Linked DNA regions of Macaca mulatta: region 1 is linked to region 2. The links are chromatin contacts, called in public Hi-C maps. All regions are on one chromosome and are shown on one strand. Each heading gives the region's core, a stretch centred on a gene start, on an enhancer-like site or on the middle of the called end of the contact. The rest is flanking DNA. Distances are from core to core; before and after follow the strand shown.

Region 1 (7,351 bases), core at 2,934-5,433, 87 kb before region 2:
CTGCCCCTGGATTTCCCACCTCCAGAGTAATAAACTTTCTATTTAATCCATTGTAATTTTTAATTTTTATTTTATTTTCAACTGAACCTGACCCTAAGTAATTCATCTACTTTTCATCTGCATGCTGTCTAAGTCTTTACATAGCCTTTCCAGGTACATTATTTTCTTTTCAACAGATAGGAAAATATCCATTTTCCTGTACATTTTTTTTTAGCTGGTTCGAGTTCTAGGAGTGTGAGATCAACAGCAACTATCAGAAAACTGTCGATCTATAGGGCTGGAGACTGTGAAAAAACAGAAAACACTGGGTTCAGGAAGCAAAAGGTGATTATTTCCAGAATCAATGACAACTTTGGGGGATATGATCCTGCCTCGATTTTTGGGAGGCTAGGCCCTTACCCTTGGAGATACAACTCTTCTTCACCATCTCATTTCCCCATCCTGAAAATGATATTTTGGTCTCTACCAAGAACTTTATATAAATATTTTCTTGTGGAATTTTTTCTCCAAAATAGAGCTTCAGCAATGTTTTCATTCCCAACTGATGGGCTGTTAGACGCATTGTGGGTATTGCTCAGTGAAAATCCTTCGCTAGTAGGTCTGCTGTATGATAGAAATTGTAGTGGAGGGATGGAGTAAGAGTCCTTGTGCTACAGCACTCAGATACCACCTGCTCCACTTTGTTCCAAAGTAGCGATCGGCCTACAGCCCCCCAGAGTTATTATGTCTCTGCCTTGTTCTCTCCTCTTCCCACATATCCTCTAGTACAACCTTCCTCTACCCCAAATTCCACATTGGATTATCTTCAAAAGCTGGGCTGGCATTTTTGCCAGGTTCTCTTCTCTCCTCCTCCTGGACCTGGCTAATTCTAGCGTGGCAAAGCCTGACCCAGGTCTTCCTTGAAACTGCCTGTTCTGCTCAAGAAGCTCAGCCAGCACAGGATGTCTCTTAAGAAACTGACATGTTGTTTCCTAGCAGGTGCCCTTGGAGGGGGGATGTCTCAAAGTAAAGGAGGCATACCACCAGGTTCTAAGCAGAACTCTGTTTTCCAAGGGCAAAGATGAGGCGTTCATGGTTCTCAGATGATTTAATGACAACAATGGCTTTTCTTATCTATTATTCATGTTTTTACTTGTGAGGTATTTAGGGTGAATTTTATAGGTATGCTATCCAAGGAGGAGAAAGGAGCAAGAACTAACATTTATTGAGCATACAGTAGGAGTCAGGTTTATATACACTGGATCATATCACGGTGGTTAAGGGCATAGTTTGGAGTGAATCAGTGCTTCGTTCTACACCACACATACCACTCCCTGGTTATGTGACTTGGGCAAGTCAGTAAATGATGGATAGCACCTGCTATATAGACTTGCTGGGGGGCTTAAATGTGAAGCGCTTAGTTCAGGACCTGCTCTAGAGTTAGTGCTCAGCAGATATTATTGATTATTATTGTGCACATTTTACATATACAAAACCTGAGTCTCAGAGAGGTTAAGTAACTTACTCAAAATCCCACAGCTGGTTCTGTAATTCCCAGATAAATGTTCATCCAATTACATTTTGCTGTGAGTGCATACTGCTTGTCGGTAGTGGCCCAGTTATCAAGGTTTCCTGAGACATCTAGTCTAGTATTATCTTCTGATAAATGATCTTTGGGCTAAATACACTTTCCCTGGGGATTTTGGAGGGGTAGATACAGGAAAACCATAGATAGGAAAATATTCTGCCAGCCTGATCTCATTGATCTGTGAGGGCCAGCTCAGGGGTAGGCTTCCCAACAACCCTAGAACCTCCCCAGATCCCCAGCTCTTCTTCCTGCCCAGCCATTTCTCAGAGCTTTAGGAAGCAGTAGGATGCCCTGTAGCCATCATAGGCCTGGAAACTAGATTTGAGCGCTCTGGTCCCTGGGAGGCGGCAGAGTACAGTGGCTGCCAGCACAGGCTTTGCAGTCAGGCCCAGAGGGATCCCAGGATCATTGTTCAACAGCTGGAGCACCTTGAACAAGTCACTGCCCTTTCTCTCAGCCTCATTTTCATATCTGTAAGGCAGTGAGGAACACAATCCCAGCCTCCACAATTTGTTATAATAATTGAACCAGAATGTAGGTAAACTGTCAGGTGTTCCACAGATAGTAGCTCTTATTAATATTGTTTTAATCATTACTAATTGAAAAGGATGTTCTAATGCCTTGAAAAAAGCAAACCATCTGCCTTGCCCAGCCATCTACCTAGAATGAAAAGCAATTCAATGAGCCTTCTCTTGGGCTGTTAGGACTGAGAGAATGGTCCAGCTGGGCAGGCTCAGCCTAGAGGCTATTGTGCACTTCCCAGTTGGGGATCTGATCTCTTTCATCCTCATAAAACGCTGTGGCAGAGCTACCCAGGAGAGCCGAAGTCTCCAGGCTTTCAGAAGAGAAAGAGCCCACAATGGCCATGACTGCTTTCTTACCTTACCTAGTCCCACTTCGCAACCCCCAACCCTCCCAGGACTCAGGCTTTCTGAGGAATGTAGACTGGTCTGAGCTCCTGGAGTCTGGCCAGCACGGTGCCTACCTAGATGAGCTGGCTCCCCTGGACACCCCATCCTGCAATCACGAGACCTCTGTGAGGATTCCTATCAGCCAGGCAGGCCCCTGTCCTTTCCAGCCTTCTCCAGGCCCAGCTGATTTAAAAAACTGTTTTCTTTGGACAATGTTGGCTTTCTTGGCTTCTCCCACTTTGTACTAATTTTTCTTTTTAGTTGCTTAGAATGATATAAACTCTGCAGTGTGAGGGGTAAGAGTATGATCTTAGGGGGAGGCAGCTCTGTTTCCAATGGCCATTTTTTCATACTGCCCACAGGTACTTAGTGAGATAGGCACTGTGTGGAGCATTGGGCCAAGACTTTACAGGGATGAGGATTATTCATAAGCCCTCATAACACCCCCATTAGGTGGCTGCTGCCGACCTATGAGGACATTCAACCACGGAGAGGTAAAGTAACTTTCTAAAGGAAGCATGTGATGAGGTCATCACAGCATAGCAGAAGCAAGACAGGGACCCAGGGGAAGGCAAGAAAAATGAGAGGAAGAAAGCAGATGAGGAATGAGGAGGAATAAGAGGTAAATAATCTTGTCCAGAGCCTGTCTCCTCAGCCCTAGGGATGTGGGGTCCAACTGATATAGCTACTTCCCTCAGTTTTGCCAGGAGGAGATGTAGGGGAGGGAAAAGGAGGTCAGCTAGGGTTGAAGGGAAGATTTATGAAGATGCAGAAAAGCCTTTCCAGGTAAAGAAACGTCTGAATAGCCTTGGCAGAAGGGATGCAGATAGGTGCGTTATCTCCCTGGGGGAGCAGGGAGCTTGAGAGGAGGATGCTGCTTTCACTGGTCACTCTCAACCATTTAATTCAGAGCCTGTGTTTGGATCCCAAGGGAGCTCAGGCTCCCAAAGTCATCAATATACATGAGCCTAATGCAGCGTTAGGGTCAATAAGATAATGAAGGTGGCACCCTTGATTCCTTTGGTTGCCAGTTTGTCTTAATTTTTTAATTAACGAACAATTTCAGATGACAAAGCCTTGAACCACGGAGTAGTGCAGTCTTTTCTGAGAGTTCTTCATCTCTTCCTATGTGTGATTTCCACCCTACCCTGACACCCCACACCCCCGGTGTTTCAGCAGTTTCCTCTTCTCCATTCCTGAAGAACCTGCATTTTCTTTTCCCAGCTCTGGTTTTGGCTTCCTGTGTGCTAAGCCTTTGCAGTTGTCCTCATGTCTTCAGGATACATTTGATAGGTACAGGAAGTTGCACCAGACGGAAGATGGAACCAACAATCAATAAGAAAAGAACTATGTTTCTAAGAAAAATGCATCATGGCTTCCCACAGGAGTTGTGAACCATATGTCCTAATATCCCTGGAACAATGGGTCTAATTTTTAGCTCCTCTGCTCTGCCCTCCCGGCCATCTCAACAAGAAAGAAAATAGATCTTTTAACCTGCTGCTCCCCAGCTAATGATCTGTAGTAAAGATTGCCTTTCCTTTTAACTCATTCATCAGATACCACAAAATAAAATATGTCCCTCCTCTCCCGCTAGCTTTATTTCTCTCGGCTACTAGTTTAGTATATTTATGGTCTATGAGTCATCAAGCTGCCTCCTGATTGGATAAAAACCAAGCACCTCTGAGACCGTCAGTCAATTACAGCTATTCTCAGCTTCATTCACAGATTTATTAGCTTGCACACACAGAGAGAAATTCATTCGGCAAAGTTCATTCATAAAAATTTCAACACGCTGCGTATCATCCTGCACATCTCAGCTTTCGGCTGCAAATGGGCTTCTGAAAAAAGCTCCGAGAGGAGTCCAGGAGGGAGGCAAGCTCTGAGCGAGGGTAGGCAGGCTGGGAGGGGATCTGAGGAACACGGACCCATCACAAGTCAGTGAAACAATGCGGAGCAGCGCCCGTCAGTAGTACTCCTGGCTGGTGGCCCAGAACGATGCAAGACAAGATCTTCCAAGAGAGGGCAGCCTTCGGAATCAACGAACCCAGGCAGAAGGGCCTTTGGCTCATAGATACAATTTTTTTTTTCTTTTTAAATGAACAATCACTGGAACAAATAAAGGGTTAATAGGCCAGTCATTTGCCCCGCCCTGTGGGAGCCGAAGGGAGCAGGTTCGAAAGTTCCTGTGTGCAGAACAGAACGCTGGGGTAAGGGTGGGAGTGGGGTGCTAAATATTTCTACTAGGCTCCTGCAAGGCTAGTGATGGGTCGGGGCCCCCTGGCCGGCGCTCGCCCGGGTTCTGTGCCTAAGAGTTGGCCGTGAGCGACCACCGCCGCCGGGAGCCTGGGTCTAGGCTCTCCCGACAAGGATTCCAAGGCGAGAACACTGGTGCCTCTGCCTGGGCCAGGGAGGGACTGAAATCAGAGCAGGGGAGGCGTTTCCCCGCTGGGCTGTCACCCTTAAGGGGCCGGGAGCCGAGGTGGGCGAGCTCGAGAGCAGAGTTGGAGAGGTGGCTGCTGCGAGTTGCATCGGGCGTTGAGGCGTTTGATGTCTGCACCGTTTATCTACCAGACGACGAGGCGATTTATGCAACAGTATCCTGTTTCAGCACTGCCAAGGCTATGCGAGAACGCAGCCAGGACAGCCTGGCAGGACTCGTGCTGTATGTAGGACTCTTCGGGCACCCCGGGATGCTGCACAGGGCCAAGTACAGCCGCTTTCGGAACGAGTCGATCACGTCCTTGGACGAAGGTAGCTCCGGAGGCTCGGTCGGGAACAAGGGCTCACCGCAGCCTCCCCACCCCGCCCTGGCACCTCACCTGCCGGCTGAAGATGCCGCCTTGCCGTCGCAGGAGAGCACCACCCCACTGTGCACCTTGATCCCCCGCATGGCGAGCATGAAGCTGGCCAACCCGGCCACGTTGCTGAGTCTGAAAAACTTTTGCCTGGGTACCAAAGAGGTGCCTCGGCTGAAGCTCCAGGAAAGCCGGGACCCAGGTTCCAGCAGTCCCTCTTCCCCAGAAACCAGTCTAAGTAGGTCTGGGACTGCACCTCCACCGCAGCCGGACCTGGTGAGCCACAGGGCAACCGCCCTAACCCCTGATTCGTGCCCGCTTCCTGGCCCTGGGGAGCCACCCCTTAGGAGCAGGCAGGACAGGCACTTTCTGCAGCACCTGTTGGGGATGGGCATGAACTACTGTGTGAGGGTAAGTCCATTTTCCTCTCTGCACTCTTTCTAAGAACTTCTGTGGAAGGGGGCATCTTCTCTGCTTTCTGCAAGGGGTCTAAGGTTACCTGCCTGGGTTCTGTGTTTGGACAGGACATGATTCAACTGGACCAAGGGGTGGGGAGCTGGGTTTACAAATGTCCCTACAACTATATGACTTGTACTGGAGTCAGGCAGCCTTTGGTTCAAGGACATGAACTGGTGCTAACTTGTAGGACATGAACCTGTGGGTACTTGGCAGGTGTAGAGGCAAGTTCTGATAGAGGCAGCTGATGGCACCACTTTGTCCCCACTGGACCTAGTATTCTGGCCAAAAAGAGTCAAGGACTTCAAATCTGATCAGTGATTGAGACTTGGTAGGTTATACTGGCCATTGTATTTTGGATGAATACAGTAAAGATTTCTGTGCTATAGAAACACATGGTGTGTAAGGGGCTTGAATTATTCTTTAAAAATTTATTTCAGCATTTAGCAAACACTTCTCAAAACATGTCTGAGTCTCTAACCTTGTGCTAGGAGCTAGTCTTAGCTCTCCAGTGCACATTTATTGCCTTTACTGCCTACGCTGCAGCAACTAGGCCTTGTCCATGAGCTATGGGCAAAATCAAGGTCCTTGCTGGCCTTGCATCTGTCCTTGCTCGATCAAGATTTGGGCAAATGAAGATTTGGCCTGTGCCCTTTCGGAGCTCAGATTTCAATGAGGGAGATCAATGAATACATGCGAAATACTAAGATAATCATACTTAGCAATAGACAGCTAATATGAGAATGCTGAGGGAATTCAGAAAAAAGGAACGATTATGTGATCTGGGATTCATTCACATGGGGAACCCTCAGGAGAACATGAATCTTGGAAGAAATGTCAAATCCGAGTTGGCAGAAAGGAGGAAATTCCTGGTAGGCCAAGAATAGGAGCAAAGTCACTGTGGTGGCTGCAGGAGAGTATCACACAGGCTGGGCCTTATGGAAAAGGAAGGGGAATGCTGGAGAATAGTGGGGGACTGAGGGAGGGGCTGGGGTAGTTCTCAAACAAGTATAAGTTGAATAAAGACAAATAGAGATCACGAGTAGCTTGAGAGACCGAAGTTGACCGAAGCTCTTAAATGCCGAATGAAGAGATTGTAAATACTTTGACTGGTAAATGCGAATCCTCCTAGGTTTGTAGGGCATGACTTGCTGAAAGTAATTTTTAAAAGACCAGTCGGTTGATTTATTTGACATGGATTGAAGCAGGGAAAAATTAGAGACTTGGAGGGCAGTAAGAAAGATACTCTGAGAGTTTAGGTATGAGGGAATGAGAACACTGATTAAGGTGGAGAGGAGAGAAAGGAGGTGAATGGTAAGCCATTCTGTGAGAGAAGAATGAGAGAAACCTCAACAACCCTGGGAGATTAAGCAGATTATTTCAGATCCGAATATAAATAATAGAATAGCGAACATTTATTGAGCAGTGGGTAGATTGGTTTGTTACCATTGTTGTTTATTGGGGTCGTGAAGATTATTGATGGAGAGTTGTAAAGGGTGAAGAAAAGCCTTTCAAATTGAAGTCTCGGAATGACGTCAGTGATGCCAATGACTGAAGCAGAGAAAATTAGGAAGTGGACTCGTTTTAAGTTTGTTTTTGACATATTAAATTTAATGTAATGA
Region 2 (6,795 bases), core at 1,611-4,110:
TAGTCCTCACAATTTGTAAGGTACATCCAATTGTCCCTATTTTCAGTTCAGGACCCGAGCCCGAGAGATTAATTTCCCAGTTACTGAGCTAACAAATAGTAGAACCCAAATTTTAACCAAGTAGTCTGGTTTGTCTGTGGTAACTGCATGTAAAGGAAATACAAATGATTTTACACCCCTAAAAGGGGTGTTAAAATGTTAATTTTCTATCCTCAATAAATACAAATAAGTATTTACAATTTTCATTGTCTCTCTGCTTACTGCCTATTTTTAAGACTGAAAAACAACCGAGCCAATTGCAGAGCCCAAGTTTTTCTCCCCAAGATGGGCCTTCAGATGTAACAGGGAGTGTTTCCCACCCCCAACTCTTGTGCCCTACTTAGTCCCAGAGAGAAACAGAATCACAACCTTCTAGTTTGTGGACGTCAGATTTTTTTTCCCCAAGAGTTTATCTTTCCTAGTAAAGATAAACATCTGGAGGTAAATACAACCAGCCAGTTTATTGTGCACTAGCATACCCCCATTCAAACTAATTTACATCACAGCAATTAATTATCTATCCACACTCATCTGACCGTAGCTACAGGCTAATTGAGATAGCAGTGGAAGTGGTAGGATTAAGAAGTCTAAGCACCAACACTTTACTTCCACCATCTCTCCCTCCCAACCCAGCTAGTGTCTGAACAATTCTGATCATCCTTGTCACAGTCCTATCTTTTACAGATCTCTCTCCCCAAAAGGCAGGATGACCATAAAATAAATAATGCTCTGAATTGTCCTGTTGCATTGGATATTTGTTCTTTACTGCTATAATGGAGCAGAAGCATCTGGAACCTTTTTACTGATCATGATAAAACCTGCTGATATACTCATTTTGCTGAACATAGCCTTCTGATGTAATCATTACTCTCCTAGAACCTCAGCATCTTAGTAAGGTAACCATGGCAACATACTCATTGATAGGGCAGGTTTTCCTAGACCAGCAAATTCTTGTAGGGCAAAAACTTAATTTACAAAGTTTAATTTCCAGAAATTAATTTGTGAATTAGATAGCTGAAGCTGGATTATTTTCCCTTAATACTGGTTAACACATACAATAAAAACTAGTATAAAGTATGTATACAATATTATTAGCCAAACAAAATACACAGAACAAGAAATTTTATTATCTCCAATGCTGGTGCATAACAAATAACAAGCTTAATTAGAGGAGGAGACAGAGGGAAACTTCAGATACCAAGGTAATTTCTGGGTAGGTTTAAAACCTTTAAAAGTTGATAGAATAACTGTTCATAAAGTCTTTTTAGATATAGGGCTTTTTACTTGACAACTTTTTATTAACAGTTCTTACAATATGAAGTTCAACTAAAGTATTTCACCTTGCAAGTTAAAACAGCAAGCAAAACAAAATTTCTCTAGTATATAACAGCGTGAGCAATGGTTTCTTTGTACATTCACACACATTTAGTGTCTAGATTTGAAAGTTTTTAATTAAAGATGTCTTAATTTTTGACTTTTAAAAATGGTTATGACAATGAATTTTCTTGATTTATATATCACAGTGGCTTTATAAATGATCAAGATACATGTACAAACAAAATTTCAGACGCTCTTGGAAACACATCTTAAGATACAGAGCACATGTGATACATCTTTGAGTTTACTCATCCTTTTGGAATAATGAAGAATACTTCATTTGTCTTACACTGAAAATTTAGCCTTTGATAACTACGGCTTGACTAGATCACAAAATAGAATTTCCCAAGTTTTCTTAAACTTTCAGTCCAAATAACTCAAAAGATATGTGTCCTAGTTGGATACATTTTTTCTCATTATATAATTAATATCAGTGGGCTCTTGTATTGGCAGTTTGTCTTGGTCATGACTTATTCTTGCAAAACCATCTTTACAGCAAACAAATATGAAAGATATTTTCCCCAATGCAAGGAAAATAATCTGGATCAATAACAAAGTCAAAGCCATAGGTGTTTTAGCACATTCTTGATAACAGATTTCAACGGTCTTAAAATCTTTTTTCCTTTTTCTTTAATGATTCTCCTTTTTCACAACTGTGCAGTCACTGTCCTATTGTCTTCTATTCTGAAAAACAAATTTTTTTGAAGGTCAAGTTTTTCAATGGCACAAAACTATTTGGAATGAACCCAAAAGATAGCGGAAAGTTGGGTCCCTCCTCAAGTAGTTTCCTCCTCTTTTAACAGCATGTAACTACTCTCTATCAATAATCTCATCACAGCCGAGTTCTTCGGTCAGACGATTGACAACCATCAGTGAAAAAAGCTCTTCGATAAAAGCTAACTGATCAAACGGGGTCTTCTCATAATGCATCTGAAACCCGCCATCCAGGGCTGCTTCTCTTGTTCTCAGAAACATCTTGTCGGCTTCTTCAAGAGCAGCTGATACTCTGTAGCCGGCACCACTAAGCTGCTCCTCTTCGGGATAGTCGTAGTCGTCCTCCCAGTCATCAAATTCCTCGCCCTCGTCCTCGCTCTCGAAGTCTGCGCCCGCCACCTGGCCTGGCTGCTCCCCAGCGTTGGGCCCGTTAGCAAGGCTCCGTTTCCCCTCTGGCGCCGCCATTGGCTGGGCCTCCTCCTCCTCCATTGGGCCTTCCTCCTCGAGCTGTGGCGGGGCCCCGTTGCGGGAGGGACGCAGGGATAGCTCCCGGCTCCCGCTGCCTACCTCCATCTGCGGTAGGTCACCCTCGCCAGGCATCACATCCATTTGCAGGTCACTGCTCTCTTCATACAGCTCGGACAACTCGGCCATTTCCGACATTATGCAAACCGCTCAACCTCTCGGAAAAAGCTTCCAGCAAGATAGATGCTGCGCGGCCGTGCGTTTGTGCGCGTGCGCAAAAGCTGCGCGCTTGCGTAACCCCGCGCGCAGGCGTGGTCCTCAGGTACCGCCTCCTGCTTGGCGCGCCACTGTGGTTGGAGTAGCTCAATGTTTTTCCCGGGATGTGGGCGTCGCTTTTTGAGCTAAGTTTCCGTCGATTCGAACTTGGTATCTAGGGACCCTGTAGGCAAGAGCGTAACAGTTTCTGTGTTACTTAACCCTACTGTTGCTTGTGATGCAGCAAACTGGAAAATAACTTTACATGGCCCTCCTAACATTAATGTGCCTCCCCTCCCTTCTTCCTCCTCCCCAGGGCAATTTATCTATGTGCTGATGACTTCTAAATCCACGTTTCCAAACCAGACAACATCCATAACCACAGATCAGCATATTAAGAACTAATCCATTCTGTCCTTTTAGTGTTGTCATTTAAAAAGTTAAATTCACAAACGACATATATATTGTCCTTTTTTTTTTTTTTTTTTTTTTTTTAGTTATAGCGAAGAAATACTTGGTCCCATTTCTTTTCTCCGGGTAGGTATTTTTCCACTATTACCAACGCAGCGTGTACTCTTTAAATTCTTTTTATTTGCATTTACATGTATCTTTATGTATTCATAGCAAAATACTATTTTGTGTGTTTTTTAAAAACATGTTTTACCTGTCTTCAACTTAAAAGCCTCTGCTTTTAAGTTGTATATACTTCTATGAATTATATGACTGTGTATACTTAAGGATTCAAGCACGTTTCATTTATTCTGCACTTTATTTCTATTATTATAACATTGTAGTTACGTAGAATTATACAACTCACCATAATGTAGAATCAGTGGGAGCCCTGAGCTTGTTTTCCTGCAACTAGACGGTCCTGCAACTAGACGGTGATGAGACACAGTGACACCCAAGGTGTGTTCCTTATGTCCAGTGGATTCTGTAATCTCATTTTGGTTGCTGTTACTGTGGAAAATCCTGCCTCACAAAGATAGGATGTTGAAAATGAAAGGAGACTTTTGAGTACTTTTGTGGCAATCTCAGGATATTCCGCCTTGACTTTAATCGAGAACGTATGGAGATCTGAAGTTGTCTCAAACATACTTTTAAGGCCACCGCCATTTGCAATATCAAGCAGTTGATCCTCTTCTAGCATGGACAAAGTGGATTCACCTGGCTTATTCACAAATGGGTCACAGATCCATTCTGTCTTTTGTGGATGGGAAGTGTGATGGTTAATACCGAGTGTCAACTTGATTGGATTGAAGGATACAATTATTTATCCTTGGTGTGTGTATGAGGGTGTTGCCAAAGGAGATTAACATTTGAGTCAGTGGACTGGGAAAGGCAGACCCACCCTTAATCTGGGTGGGCACAATCTAATCAGCTGCCGGCGTGGCTAGAATATAAGCAGGCAGAAAAACGTGAAAAGAGACTGGCCTAGCCTCCCAGCCTAAATCTTTCTCCTGTGCTGGATGCTTCCTGCCCTCGAACATCGGACTCCAGGTTCTTCAGTTTTAGAACTTGGACTGGCTCTCCTCGCTCCTTAGCCTGCAGATGGCCTATTGTGGGACCTTGTGATAGTGTGAGTCAATACTTAATGAACTCCCCTTTACATATATATGTGTATATATATGTGTGTGTATATGTATATATGTGTATATATATTCCATTAGTTCTGTCCTTCTGGAGAACCCTGACTAATACGGGAAGTAATGCTCAAAATCTCTGGAAAGCTGAGATAGGTGATCATGCACCAGCTGGGAGAAAGAAGACCCTGGCTCAGTCTCTTTCAAAATCTCTGCTAATGTTTGAAATGTCAGAAATCCCAGTGTTCATTTGTCACCCCCATGATTCCAGTTTAGCTTTGAAAGCAGCCACTTTATCTGCCAACTTGAACACAGTTGTTGTTCTTCCCTGAAGTGACGGATAGAGTTCATTGAGCAGGTTGAATACGTCACACAAGTAAGCAAGTTTTGTGACCCATTCTGTGTTACTGAAATGTGCTGCCAATGGTGACTGTTTTTCTAAAAAGAAATCTCTGCAGCAGCTCTCTTAACTCGAAAACTCTGGCCGGTGATCTACCTTTAGAAAGCCATCTCACTTCTGTGTATAAGAGAAGACATTATGTGCTCTGCGTCCATCTCCTCACAGAGCTGTGCAAACAGATGTGAGTGAAGGGCATGTATAATATGGTTGATAATTTTAATCACATACTGCAAAATGTTGTTAACTTCAGGTGACATTTTCCAACTAGCCATCATTTCTGTATGGATGACACGGTGCATAGACTCACATTCAGAAGCGACCTCTTTGACCTGATTAGTGAAACCAAAATGCCATCCAGTCATGGCAACTGCTTCACCCATGCATATACCGTTGCAAAATGACTGATTCCATTTTCCTGATATGTAATTATTCAAAGACTTGAATAGTTCTGCAGCTGTGGTGCTGGTTGGCAACAAAAGTGCATATAATGTATCCTCATTCACATCCTCCTGAAAAATATATCACACTCAAAAAAGCATTGTTGCTTTGTTGTCAGCATCAGTAGACTCATCAACCTGGATTGTGTACCACGGTGACTCATTAATCCTTTCTAACAATTGTACCTCATTATCCTCTGATATTTAATCAATTCATCTAGTTGTGGTGCTAGCCAAAAGAGGAACCCATGCCACCTTTTGAACTGCAGCCTCTCCTAAAAGTTCATGACAAATGTCCTTAGTAGCAGGCATGATCAACTCTTCACCAATAGTAAAGGGCTTCTTAGCTTTAGCAAAGTGGTTAGCCACTAAGAATGATGCTCTCAGTGCAGACACATTTGATGAAGTGGTAGCCTTCAATAATTGCTTCTATTCTTTATGTTCACATTGTTTTCTTTTGAAAAACTCCAAAGGCTTAGTATTAATGCAGGGTGCTTGGTCTCCATGTGACAAAGCAGTTTAGAAGGCTTCATGGATTTGTTACACAGCCACTTGCTACATATTATACAAAGTGAGCTTGGAGAATGTGAATCACCTGTTGTAATGAACTGGTATTTTAAGTAGGACTCTTGATATTTTCTTTTAAATGCAGCTTTGTTTTTGTTGGCAGCCTTAAAGTCTTCTGCAGTCTCATCGTGGATCTTTCTCCCTTTTCAAAGAAGCTCTCCAGCGAAGTTTGTTTTTTACTTATTTTGGCTAGGGTTAGCTAATGGGCTTACCAAAACTGACTGAGAAAGTGCACGGTGCAGGAAAGAGACATGGCTGGAAGTGGTAAATAAGATAATGGGCGGGCCAGGCACAAACTAAAATCGTCAGATTCTGACTTAAAGCCTGCCATCAGCTGCAGCTGTACAAACTGAAGTACATCAACTCACTTGCCACTACGTAGCCTGCCACCAGATGCAGCTTAAGTGTCACTTGCTACTTACTGATAGGGTTTTGATATGAGTCTGCAAGCAATTGATTTATTATGGTCTCTGTGCAGTCAAACCTCTCTGCTATTGTTAATCTGTATTTGCAGCCACTCCCCAGCGCTAGCATCACCACCTCAGCTCTACCTCAGATCATCAAGCATTAGATTCTCATAAGGAGCATGCAACGTAGATCCCTCATATGCGTAGTTCACAAAAGGGTTCATTCTCCTATGAGAATCTGACGTCACCGTTCGTCACCGTTGATCTGACAGGAGACAGAACTCAGACAGTAATGTGAGCAACAGGAAGCAGCAGTAAATACACATGAAGCTTCTGTCGCTCGCCCACTGCCCACCTCCTGCTGTGCAGCCCGGTTCCTAACAGACCACAGACTGGTACTGGTCTGTGGCCAGGGGAGTTGGGAGCCTCTGCTCTATTTCTCCTCACCATGGACACATAATTTCTGGCTGACTGCTGCTTGGTGTCACATTTATCATAGACTAAAAGTTCTTAAATACATGAGTCTATTTTTAGACTTTGAATTCTTGTGA

Evidence for each region. A called contact is a pair of places that touch in the nucleus more often than the background predicts.
Region 1: a Hi-C map of fetal cortex germinal zone shows a contact between it and region 2, with 2.0 times the contacts expected there. The contact joins the promoter of SHC4 here to the promoter of EID1 in region 2. A contact is called at or near these places in 3 of 14 Hi-C or Micro-C datasets (blood, fetal cortex germinal zone and fibroblasts).

The regions. Positions count from the first base shown.
Region 1 is chr7:26,289,987-26,297,337 of T2T-MMU8v2.0, reverse strand. It overlaps SHC4 (SHC adaptor protein 4), which reads left to right and starts at 4,183. Exons shown (of 12, transcript XM_001113330.5): 1 at 4,183-5,684. The coding sequence starts at 5,100.
Region 2 is chr7:26,202,621-26,209,415 of T2T-MMU8v2.0, reverse strand. It overlaps EID1 (EP300 interacting inhibitor of differentiation 1), which reads right to left and starts at 2,860. Exons shown (of 1, transcript NM_001265838.2): 1 at 1,140-2,860. The coding sequence starts at 2,793. The coding sequence ends at 2,227. The region is part of intron 4 of SHC4 (SHC adaptor protein 4); the gene reads left to right.